Linked DNA regions of Mus musculus: all the other regions are linked to region 1. A link is a contact called in public HiChIP or PLAC-seq data. All regions are on one chromosome and are shown on one strand. Each heading gives the region's core, a stretch centred on a gene start, on an enhancer-like site or on the middle of the called end of the contact. The rest is flanking DNA. Distances are from core to core; before and after follow the strand shown. Region 1 holds the start of Zfp120 (zinc finger protein 120). Region 2 holds the start of Zfp442 (zinc finger protein 442). Region 3 holds the start of Syndig1 (synapse differentiation inducing 1). Region 4 holds the start of Zfp345 (zinc finger protein 345).

What was found. HiChIP or PLAC-seq counts read pairs in DNA pulled down with a chosen protein or histone mark.
Region 2: an H3K4me3 HiChIP or PLAC-seq map of stem cell-derived neural progenitor cells shows a contact between it and region 1, with 5 times the contacts expected there. The contact joins the promoter of Zfp442 here to the promoter of Zfp120 in region 1. A contact is called at or near these places in 2 of 115 datasets of contacts at active chromatin or transcription factors (bone marrow-derived macrophages and stem cell-derived neural progenitor cells) and 1 of 9 other capture datasets (liver).
Region 3: a contact with region 1 is called in an H3K4me3 HiChIP or PLAC-seq map of embryonic stem cells, with 3 times the contacts expected there. The contact joins the promoter of Syndig1 here to the promoter of Zfp120 in region 1. A contact is called at or near these places in 1 of 484 Hi-C or Micro-C datasets (embryonic stem cells) and 1 of 115 datasets of contacts at active chromatin or transcription factors (embryonic stem cells).
Region 4: a contact with region 1 is called in an H3K4me3 HiChIP or PLAC-seq map of embryonic stem cells, with 5 times the contacts expected there. The contact joins the promoter of Zfp345 here to the promoter of Zfp120 in region 1. A contact is called at or near these places in 4 of 39 promoter capture datasets (the 3T3-L1 cell line, cranial neural crest and embryonic stem cells), 1 of 15 datasets of contacts at CTCF or cohesin (pro-B cells), 7 of 115 datasets of contacts at active chromatin or transcription factors (the 230-238 cell line, the NIH/3T3 cell line, embryonic stem cells and 2 more) and 2 of 9 other capture datasets (adipose tissue and pancreatic islet).

Annotation. Positions count from the first base shown.
Region 1 is chr2:150,135,251-150,137,950 of GRCm38.p6, reverse strand. Zfp120 (zinc finger protein 120) reads left to right here and starts at 1,273. Exons shown (of 4, transcript NM_181266.2): 1 at 1,273-1,383. The coding sequence starts at 1,309.
Region 2 is chr2:150,450,162-150,452,861 of GRCm38.p6, reverse strand. It overlaps Zfp442 (zinc finger protein 442), which reads left to right and starts at 1,361. Exons shown (of 4, transcript NM_001310645.1): 1 at 1,361-1,460. The coding sequence starts at 1,458.
Region 3 is chr2:149,829,398-149,832,097 of GRCm38.p6, reverse strand. It overlaps Syndig1 (synapse differentiation inducing 1), which reads right to left and starts at 1,315. Exons shown (of 4, transcript NM_001085521.2): 1 at 1,173-1,315.
Region 4 is chr2:150,483,727-150,486,426 of GRCm38.p6, reverse strand. It overlaps Zfp345 (zinc finger protein 345), which reads left to right and starts at 1,364. Exons shown (of 4, transcript NM_001034900.3): 1 at 1,364-1,447. The coding sequence starts at 1,445.

The sequences.
Region 1 (2,700 bases), core at 24-2,523:
CAAAGAATTACTTAGAGAGGCGACACAGCTCTGTTAAAATATTTTCTAGCAGTTATCCAGAGAAGACTATGTGAAGAGTGAACACAGCAGATTTTTTTTTCCTTTCTGATTTTGAAAACCCAAGAATTACTTTTAGAATTTTTCTAACAGTATTTTTTGAATTGGTTGGAAAAGCCACGAATTTTTTAGATCAGTTTTTTCTGACTTTGGTCAGAAAACTGAGGAGCTATCCAGAGAGCGTTTAGAATTTTTACTAGCAGAGAGCTGTCTCAAGCAGAAAGCTAGCTGTCTCAACCTCAGAGGTTTTAGAATAGAAGGTAAAATCTGTCTAGAGCAGAGCAGAACACACAGACACAGAGAAAGCAGTCTGGGAAGCCATCTCATCTGGAATGCTATCTCAGCAGAACATAAGCCAGCAGCTTGGACCCATGATTTGAGTTCTAGTTGCTTGTTTCCCTGTTGCTCTCGAACACCCCTTCTCTTAGGAATCCAGACCTAGGTGAGGTTGGTCCTCTGCATTAGTGTTCTCTGTTCTTTCTATACATTGATACATTTTTGTATCTATACATTTTGATACATTTATTGGTTAGATCACAGATAATGATTAACAGGCAGCATTGGCTCCTTAGCCATCTACTTTTACAGCGTCATTTACTGGATGGTTAGCTAAGATTTTGTAATAGAAGATGGACATTCTAGAGGCATTTCTGTCCATCACTTTTATAATTTACAAAATGTTTCTGCATGACTTTGAGCTATATGCCATTAAAAATCTCTGCTTTTACCTTGTGATCAAGTTCAGAAGAGGATTTAACATAGCATGCATAGGGGTAGGCAAACCTATATGTGAACTTATCAACATTCCCTAAGTAAAGTCTCAATGATTCCAAAAGGAAGAAGCGGAAGTGCCTACTGAGTGTTGTGACTGGAGCTTTGGAAAGCTCCAAATTTGCAATGTGGCCCACAGTGGAGAGAGGCGGGTAACTCAGCAACAGCAAATTGGAGTTGTGGGTCTTCCCCTGACCAGGGTGGGGGAAAAAGACCAGCAAGCAATTGGAAGACAGACACAGGTGGTACTGAAATGCAAATTTCTACAGACCCGGAAAAGGACTGGCCTCTGCTGGCAACCTGTGCCTGGAATTATTCCTCTGTGTCCCTTCAACACACTCTAATCCTATGGGTGGTGTGTATGTCACTCCAGATTCACTAGCCAATCAGGACATCCAGCCGGATCTGCCACTCAAAAGTGAAGGCGGGCTCTTCCGGGTGCGATCTTGCAAGTTCCTCTTTTAAAGCTGGCAGTCGCGAATGTTTCTGCTTGATGTGTTCTGTGTACCGCTCCTGGGTGCGGGGACCTCAGGCAAGCCCAGAAGTTCCGACATGGTAAGTGCCAGGCGGTCTCCCACAAAGGGGAGGAGCAGGCGGCTGAGCCAAGGGGGCTGGAGTGCTGGGTCGTCCCAGGGCTCAGTAGTAAACAGCAGCCTGACAGAAGCTGAGACTTGTGAGCTTCCCTGTGGTCCTTTTCTCTCTCTCTGGACCTGGCGGTGGGCACTGAATCATCTCACTAGCGTGGCTGCATCTACACAAAACATTTGGGGAAAGGGCTTCTGTGTAGAAATACCCTTGGCAGGATGCCAAACTCGGAGAGCCCTAGTTTCTATAGTAAGTTTTGGCCTTAGCATTTAGGCATTTTACAGGTAGGTATAAGACCCATTTCGAGTTAATTTTGTGGAGCCTGTAAAAGGCATCTCGTGTGTCGGATAGCACTCAAATATTAAGCGGTGATGTAGAAGAGTAAAATTGATGTAAAGGATCTAGACTAATGCTTGTAGTGACGGCAAGTCGAATGTAGGTGAGAAAGGACTGCCCCTAAAACTCCACACAGGTATGTGCTATGCTAAAAAGGCCGAATGGAGAATAGGATGCTAGAATACATGTGGTAGTGTACCAGGATTGTCCAGACATTTGTCCACAAACCATAACATAGGAGACAACTCTGCTTTACAATCATGAATTAGGCCCATCCTGACTTCAAAGAGCAGGTCTCTAACAAGTGGCTCCAAGGGGTAAAATAGGGCCACAACCAATTTTAAGGCCTGGTGTGCCATAAAGGTCTGGTTTTCTTCTTGAGAAAAGCATCGTTTTGCCACATGGGCAAGACTACAGCTGGTGACAACCTTTTGAAAAGGAAAAACACTGTTTTGGTGAGGACTGGCCTGGTCAAGCAAGGCATAGAACAGCTCCTTCTAGGTCTCCAGAGCCAATGCCAGCCTGGGGCTCAGGCTTGGGAGCTTCCCCTAAGGCCCTGAAGTGCTGAGAATAAAATAGAGCTCCTTCTCTAAAGCAAGGACGGTGCTTGGGAGAGCGGGTGGAGGTCTGGGGCCAGGGCCTTCGGGGATGGCTTGCTTCAGACCCTGAGATCCCACCACATGCGGCTATGGTTGTCAGTCCCGAGTCCAGTGTGGGCTTGGTCAGGAACGTTTTTGAGAGGTTCTCTCTTCCTGTTTCTCCAGCTTTCTTTTATTAGCTCCTTCCTGTGGTTTTCTCACTGTATAGTAGTTTGTGCTGACTTCATAAAAGTCTCGTATCTTGTTCCATTTTCCCCCTGTAAGAAGTATACAGGATGCTGTTCTTCAGAAGCCTGTGTGGCATAAGACAGCCTATCCAAGACACCCCCATCACAGCTTTGATACTTTCTTC
Region 2 (2,700 bases), core at 112-2,611, 310 kb before region 1:
CATAAGAGGATTTAGCTTAGCAAGCTTTGGAGTAGGCAAACCTCTATGTGAATGCATCCACCTTTTTTTAAGTAAAGTCTCAATGCTTCCTTTTTTATAAGAAAATCATTGCTTTGGAAATGGCTCCCATGCTCTCCTTGCCTGCCACAAGAAAAAAAAATCCTATCTGTCCTTGTCTAGATAGTTGTACTGGCTATTTTGGTAGTCGAGTTAAATATATCTGGAATTAGCTAAAGACCAAATAGTTGGCTATTGTGGGCCTTTTTCCCCCCCTGAATTATAGCTTTTGAATTGGAAAAACCCTTATATAATCTGAATCATTTGAGTTGACAGATCCATCTTTAATCTAGGCCACACCTTATGGTGGTGGCTTATATACATAAAGGACACTGAAGATGATAGATGCCTCTTTCTCTTTGTCTACTTGCCCTACCTTTGTCTAGCAAATTAATTTTTAAAAAACCAGGCATTAGAGCTTATTTCTTTAAAATTCTGATATATACTGAAGACCAGCTGAGGCATGTGACCACATGGACTGAACCACTACTGGATTCTTCAACTTTCCACTGTTGGGCTAGTAGAACGAAACAACTCTTGAGCCATTCTAATAAATCCATTTCCAACATGATAGACTGATTCTATCAGTTCTCTTTATCTAGAGAAACTTTACTAATATAGCTGTGGGGTTTGTTGTTTGTTTGTTTGTTTTACCAAAGCCCTGAGGATGATGAGCTGGTTAACAAGAATGATCCACAGTGTTTGTCATGTGCTTCCTGCTTGGCTCTGAGGGTTGACTGGTAACTGTTAGGCGAAAAGTACTCACACTTTACCTGAACCCTGAAAAAGACACAAAACAAAACACTTGTTTCCTAATATCTTTCTTTCATAGTTAATACTCTGGGCACCCTTCCACTTGTGGGACAGGATAACTCCACTGTAAGTTGAGAAATGGGCTATGCAAGTTATGGACCTAGATTACAGGAGGAAGAAGGGAAAGTACTGGTGCTGTGATTGGGACTTAGGACAGCTCCAACTTTGCAACAAGGTAGCACAGGGTCACTGCCCACAAAGAGGAGAAGCAGGTAGCTCAGCATCCAGACGCTGGAGTTGTGGGTCGTCCCCGGACTTAGATGGGAAAACAAACACAAGTTGTACTGAAATGAAAAGCTCTGCAGATCTGCAAAAGGACTGGCCTCTGACTAGAAGCCTGTGCCTGGAATTATTCCACGCTGTCCCTTCCGCGCACTCTAACCCTAAAGGTGGTGCTTATGTCACTCAAGACTCACTAGCCAATCAGCACATATACGCGGTCCTGTAATCGGAGGAGAAGGCGGGCTTTTCCGGGAGCTTTCCTGGGAGCTTTCCTGCAAGGTCCTCCTCTCTGAAGCTGAGCAATCTGGAGTGTATCTTCTTGGCGTGTTCTGTGTGCAGGCTCAGACAAGCTCAGAAGTCCCGACATGGTAAGTGCAGGGCCATGTCCCACAAAAGGCGGATGAGCAGAGGGAACTGGAGTCGTGGGCCGTCCCTGGGGCTCCGTGATAAATAACAGCCAGACAGAAGCAGCAACTTGTGAGGTTCCCTGTGGTCCTGTTCTCTCCCTGGAGCCGGAGGTGGCCTCTGAGTAACCTCACTAGGGTGGCTGCATCTGCACAAAGCATTTGGGGAAAGGGCTTCTGTGTAGAAACATCCTTGGCAAGAAGCCAGACGCGGAGAGCTTTAGTTTCTCTGATATCTTCAGGAAGTTCTGGCCTTAGCATTTAGCCCTTTAATATGTAGGTTTGCAAGTGTAAGATCCCTTTGGCTTTGATTTTGTGGAAGCTGTAAAAGGCACCTCGTGTGTTGGGTAGCACTCCAATATTGAGCTGTGATTTAGAAGCGTAAAATTGATGATGTAAAGGATTTACCAAAACTTACAGTGACACCAAGAAGAATGTAGCTGAGGGAGGAACTGCCTCTAAAACACCCCACGGATAATAGGATGCTAGTATATGTGTTTGTTTACCAGAATTGTCCAGACATCTGTCTACAAAACATAACAAAGGAGACAAATCTGGTTTACAATCATGAATTAGGCCCATCCCGATATCAAAAAACAGGCCTCTAACAAGTGGCTCTAAGGGGCAAAATAGGGTCACGACCAACATTAAGGCCTGGTGTGCCATAAAGGTCCGGTTTTCTTCTTGAGCAAAGCATAGTTTTGCCACGTGGACAAGACTACACTTGGTGATAACTGAAAAGGAAAACCACTGCTGTGCTGAGGACTGGCCTGGTCCAGGGAGGCTTTCTATGAGGCCTTCATGAATGGAGAATGGCCCAGCCCCTTCTCAGTCTCCAGAGCCAATGACAGCCTGGGGCTTAGGCTTAGGGGCTTCCCCTAAGGCCCTGAAGTGCTGAGAATAAAATAGAGCTCCTTCTCTAAAGCAAGGATGGTGCTTGGGAGAGCGGGTGGTGGTCTGGGGCCAGGGCCTTCAGGGCCTCCAGGGCCTTCGGGGATGGCTTGCTTCAGACCCTGAGATCCCAACTCTTCCTACCACATGCGGCTATGGTTATCAGTCCCGAGTCCAGTGTGGGCTTGGTCAGGAATGTTTTTGAGAGGTTCAGTGTTCCTTTTGTACAACGTTCTTCTATTAGATCCTTCCTGTCTTTTTTCCATTCATGGTAGTTTGTGCTGATTTCACACAAGTCTCCTATTTTGTTCCA
Region 3 (2,700 bases), core at 66-2,565, 310 kb after region 1:
GCTGCACCAAAAACCCTGGTGAGACTATGAAAGACACAGGCAACCCAGTTCTTGCCCGCAGCGCAGAGGCGCCACCTCCACATCAAACACCGCAGGAGTGTGGTGCGCACCTTAAGTCTGAGGCACCGTGTGCCTGCGCTTCTGCTAGCAGAACACCCCACAGAAAATGAGGAATACCAGAAGACCCCTTCTTGTGGTCCTTTAGTAAAGCCAACCAACCCTTATCCTACTTGCCCAAAGCTCAACTGAAGGTTCCTCCACCACACCGCTAGGGTCCAACAAAACAGGCACATGCCCAAAGCCCTTCTTTCTTAAGAAAAGTGTCCAACTCCATGGATGCTCCACTCTCTCCAGTATTTACAGAGAGGACACGAATGAAGTGTAGAAATCACGCCCAGAGACAACAAAATTAGAATCTGAACCCTTTAATCGCATCTGCTTGCGCCCATCTCGGCGCCAGGACTGGCGGCTCCGAGGCTGCAGACTGTCGCGCTGCCAGGGACCGGACAGCTCATAAAAACCGGTCTCGTTTTGGATGGAGGTGAAGGGTTCTAGAAGTCCGGTCTTCCGCTCAGGTAACCGATTGTGCACCCACCCACCCCAATCCTGATGCTCTGGAACTCTACATTCTCTTTCCCCTCGGCCCTTTGCTTTCCTGTCCCATGTGGACCTCACTGACTGCCACCTCCGCGGATGCCTTTCTCGCCAGCCCCTCTTGGACTCAGCTAGGTAGCTCCAGGGACTGGTCGGTATCATCTAGGTGTTCCAGTACACCGGCCTGGCCCCCAGCAGCCTGGCTTTGCCGAACTCAAGACACAGACGCACTAGCTCTAACCGACGTCGCACAGCAGCCCCTTCACGCCGCCTGGGTACCCAAGGTGGCAAGGCGCCAAGTCGCACCCTGGGCCGGTATTACCAGTTCCTGTCCTCTCTGCATCTTCCCCGTCAGGCGCCATCTCCCCTCTCTCGGGGCGACACTGTGTCTCCCTAGTCCGGCCACTGCGACCCTTCAGGACTTACCGCGGCCGGCACACCATCACCGCCGCCTGGTCTGCGCGCTGCGAGGCGGAGCAGGACACCCGCCTGCGCCAGGGCATCCTCTCGCGCCCGCCACACCCGCCCACTCCGGTGGCCCGGGGTCCTCCCGCGCAGCTCTGGTGCTCGGGACTTACCTCCGGGACAAGGTGACCCGGCTGGTGCGCCCAGGCGGCCGCCCGCGCGTCTCGAGAGCCGGGAAGCGTGAGGGGCGCGGGGCGGTGCGGAGCCCGCCTCTGCTTCTGGGCTCGTGGCTCTCCGCCTCTGCCCTCCCCTGCGCGCAGCTTCCCCCGCCGCTCCCCTCCTTGGATCACTGCCAGCGCCCTGGGCTGCCCCGAGCACACAGTTCCCGAGAGCCGAACACAGGGCTGCGGCGCCACCCTTCCAGAACCCGGTCCTCTTGGCCCCTAGGAGCACAAAGGGCGCGGGCTGAACTAGGGGTGACCCGGGATGTGCCGTTCCACTCTTTGGTCTCGCGGAGCCTGGCGACTTGTGTGCAAGAGTATGCGGCCGCGGTCCCCGGGAGAAGGTGGCCGTGAGGAAGAGGAGGGGGAGAGAGAGCGGCAGCACACGAAGGTGGCCACTAACTTTGCTCCAGGCTAGCTGTGCCCTCGCCAGTGATAGCGGCTGGCGGGTGGCCGGGGGCTAGTGTCTGGAAACGTTGGGGCGACTGAGATGGGGGAAGGGGGACTGCCACTGGGAACTAGGAGGACAAGAATTAGCCGCCGACTGTGGAAACGGTGGCTTCCCTTGGTCCTAAAAGACCTCCCAGGCTCCAGGTCGACTTGAGGTTCAGAAGGTTTCTCTGGACACTGTAGGTTCAGAGAAAGACCCACGTCCTGACCAGCAGAAGGAATAAAGACAGAGACCAGCCTGAAATCGGTACTCTGGGACTCAAGCCTGTAGCTCGGACCAACACCATTGTAGGTGCACTGCGGGTGGCCCCATGGTAGTTGCTGTGGAAGGAAACTGGGCCGACGACGCCTTGGGGGTGGGGCAGAGTGGTGGCTTGGAGTAGGTCGAGGAGAGCCCTAGTAGAGCCGCCTACGAAGACAATCTACATTTCAAACGTTGGGGAAAATCATGCTCGAGTGGGCGTGTTTTCCTTACAGATTTTATAGAGAAGGAATTAGAAAATTCGCCAAAAAGAGGATCAAAAGTTGTCTTATCTGAATGACCCCCTTTCAAAACAAGGGAAAATTCACCTTGCTTCAGCTCTCCCAAACCCAAACTTTTTCTCCCTGGGGAGTCAACATTGCTAATTCCCTAGTGGTTCCTTGGATCTATAGCTATCTTGTATAGATTCCTGCCCCTTGCCTCAAAACCAAGATTTTGCCCCCAGAAACTGCCGCATCTAGCCAAGTAGAATTTGGAGTGTCAGAGTTGGAGGTAGCTCAAATCCTGCCTGGGAGCCCTGTGCAGCACTTGGCTTCTGGGGACCTTTAGCTGTACATAGAAAACAAAAAAATCAGATTTGGATGGCTTAGGAAGGAGGTTGAGCTGATTAGTGGACCCAGGTGTGTTCAGAGAAGCTCCTTGCTTGGGTTCATCTGAACGTCTTCTTTACATCTAAATATCACACTCATTCTCAACTTCTGCAGCAGCTAGGCACCTGGCTTTCTTCTACTGGTTGCTCTGAGCTCCAGGCAGCTCTTTTATCTGGGA
Region 4 (2,700 bases), core at 115-2,614, 350 kb before region 1:
CTTCCTTAGGCTTTTTGCAAGATATTCTTGGTAGTCAAACTGACCACATTTGGGATTAACTAAAACCCAAAGAGTTGGGTACTATGGGATGTTTTCCTAAATTATATTTTTAGACTTGGGAACAATTATTCTTAATCTGGGTCTTTTGATGTAATAAGATCCACCTTTAATCAAGGCCACAGCTTGTGATGGTAGCCTACATATATATATAAAGGAGACTGAAGATGGTAGATCTTTCTTAGTCTGCTTGCTAGGAATTTTTCTGGCATCAGAACCTATCTCTTTGAAATTCAGGTATATACTGAAGACCAGCGGAGACATCTAGTCACTATTGGATTCTTCAACTGTCCATAGTAGTTAGCCATTGTTGGACTAGTGGAACATAATGAATCATTCTAATAAATCCATTTTCTACATAATAGAAAGTTTCGTTCTATCAGTTCTGTTCATCTGAAAATCCTTCACTAACAGAGCCGCGGGTTTGTTGTTGTTGTTTTGTTTGCTTTACAGACCCATTGAGGAAGATGTATGTGCTGGTTTACAAGAGGGCTCCACAGTGTTTGTCATGTGTTTCCTGCTTTGCTCTGAGAGTTGTCTCATTACCATCAGGTGAAATATATGTGCAGGTTGCCTGAATTCAGCCTGAAACCACAAAACAAAATTTTCTTTCCAAAAATCTTCTTTAGTTGTTAATATTCTGGATACCCATCCACTTGAGGGACAGATTGATAACTCCACTGTTGGTTGATTTTTTAAATTTCTTTAAAAAAAATGATTTATTTATTTTATGTATATGAGTATACCATTGCTCTCTTCAGACTCACCAGAAGAGGGCATCAGACACCACTGCAGATGGCTGTGAGCCACCATATCCTTGCTGGGAATTGGACTCAGCACCACTGGAAGGGATAAATCGGCTATGCAAGCTATCCAGCTTGATTGCAGGAGAAAGAAGGGGAAGTGATTACTGAGTACTGGGAGCTCAGAAAAAGTCCAATTTTGCAAAGTTGTGAACACAGGGTTGCTGCCCATAGTGGGGAGAAATGGGCAGTTGAGCAGCAGGTATCTGGAGTTGTAGATCCTCTGAGGTGCACTGTGGGAGGAGAGACCCGCAGGCTATTGGAGGACAGGCACTGTGCTACTGAAATGCAAATCAGCTGATCTGGAAAAGGACTGCTCCCAAGATGGAACCACTAGGTACACTAGGTAGTTTCTCTTCAGTACACTAGACCCCTAAGGGTGGTGCTCATGTCACTCAAGACGCACTAGCCAATCAGAACCTCCAGCCGGGCCTGCCACTCAGGAGAAGAGGACGCTCTTCCTGTTACCAAGCCTGTAAGTTCCTGTCTGAATCTGAGCCTGAAAGAAGGTTTCTCTGCGGTGTGTCCTGAGTGCCTCTGCTGGGTGCTGTGAGGGAGCTCTGAAAAGCTTAAAATTTCCGGACATGGTAAGTGCAGGATCATCTCCCACAAAGGGAGGAGCAAGCGGTTTAGTAAAGGGTGCACATGTGGTGGGTTTTCCCAGCAGCTGGACTGTAAGCAGCAGCCAGACAGATATGGCCATGTGTGAGGTCCTTTGTGGTTCTAGTCTCTCCTTGTACCTGGCGGTGGCCTCTGAAGAAGCTTATTATGGGAGCTGTATTTTTACAAAGCATTTGGGGCAGGGGCTTGTGTGCCCAAAAAATACTTAGCAGGATGCCAACCCTGAGAACCGCAGTTTCTCTATTTTCTCTAAGTTCTGCCTGTAGCATTTAATATGGAGGTGTAAGATCCATTTGGAGTTAATATTGTGGAGGCTGTAAAAGCCCTATCATATGTTGAGTAGCACTTCAATATTAAGCTGTGATGTAGAAGAGTAGAATTGATGATGCTAAAGACTTAATTGGGAAGTAGGAAGTGGCACCAAGTAGAAAGTAGCAGAGAGAGGACTGCCTGTAAAACACCCCCCCCCCCCAGGTACATAGCATGCTAACCCGGCCTGCTAGAGAACAGTATGGGTGTGTTTGTTTACCAGGATTGTCCAGACATTTGTCTCCAAACTATAAAAATAGAGACAGCTTTCCTTTACAATCAACAACAAGGCCCATCTTGATAGCAAAGAACAGGCACCTAACAAGGTGCTCAAGATGGCATTATAGGGTCACAACCAATACTCAGGCATGGTGTTGACTGGACTCAGGTCAATGAGAAGAGATATAGACCAGTGAATTGGTGTCCTCCAACATCGCTGGATTGGGGTGAGGGGATTACAAAAAGAGAGGGGCCTGTGTAAGCATTGAGTTCTCTGATCAATTTTGAAGCTGGTGTAATCACAGCAGAGAAAAGGAGGGGGAAGAAGGAAGGTGAGGGCCTTTCTACTTTGACAGTAGTTGACAATAGCAATGAGTAGTCAGGTAATCAATTTTAGACAATCAGTAAAAGTACAAACCGGTGATCTTGGTGGGTTCCTAGAGCAGGGCACTCAGAAAAGTGGGCGAGGAACTGAACTTATTTCTAGAAACCAAATTTCCATATTTACACTAGTTCAAAGAACACAAGATCTAGACAATCTGATGTGGTGTGCCTAACGGGAATGTTAATTTTCCTGTCTGAAAATAGAGCATGTGAGAGAAAAGACTTGGAGTGCTCTAGTACTTATGCTTAGTCCCTGAAGAATATTGGACCGTAAAGTGTGTTTCAACTTGTAAAAATAATCTTTGCA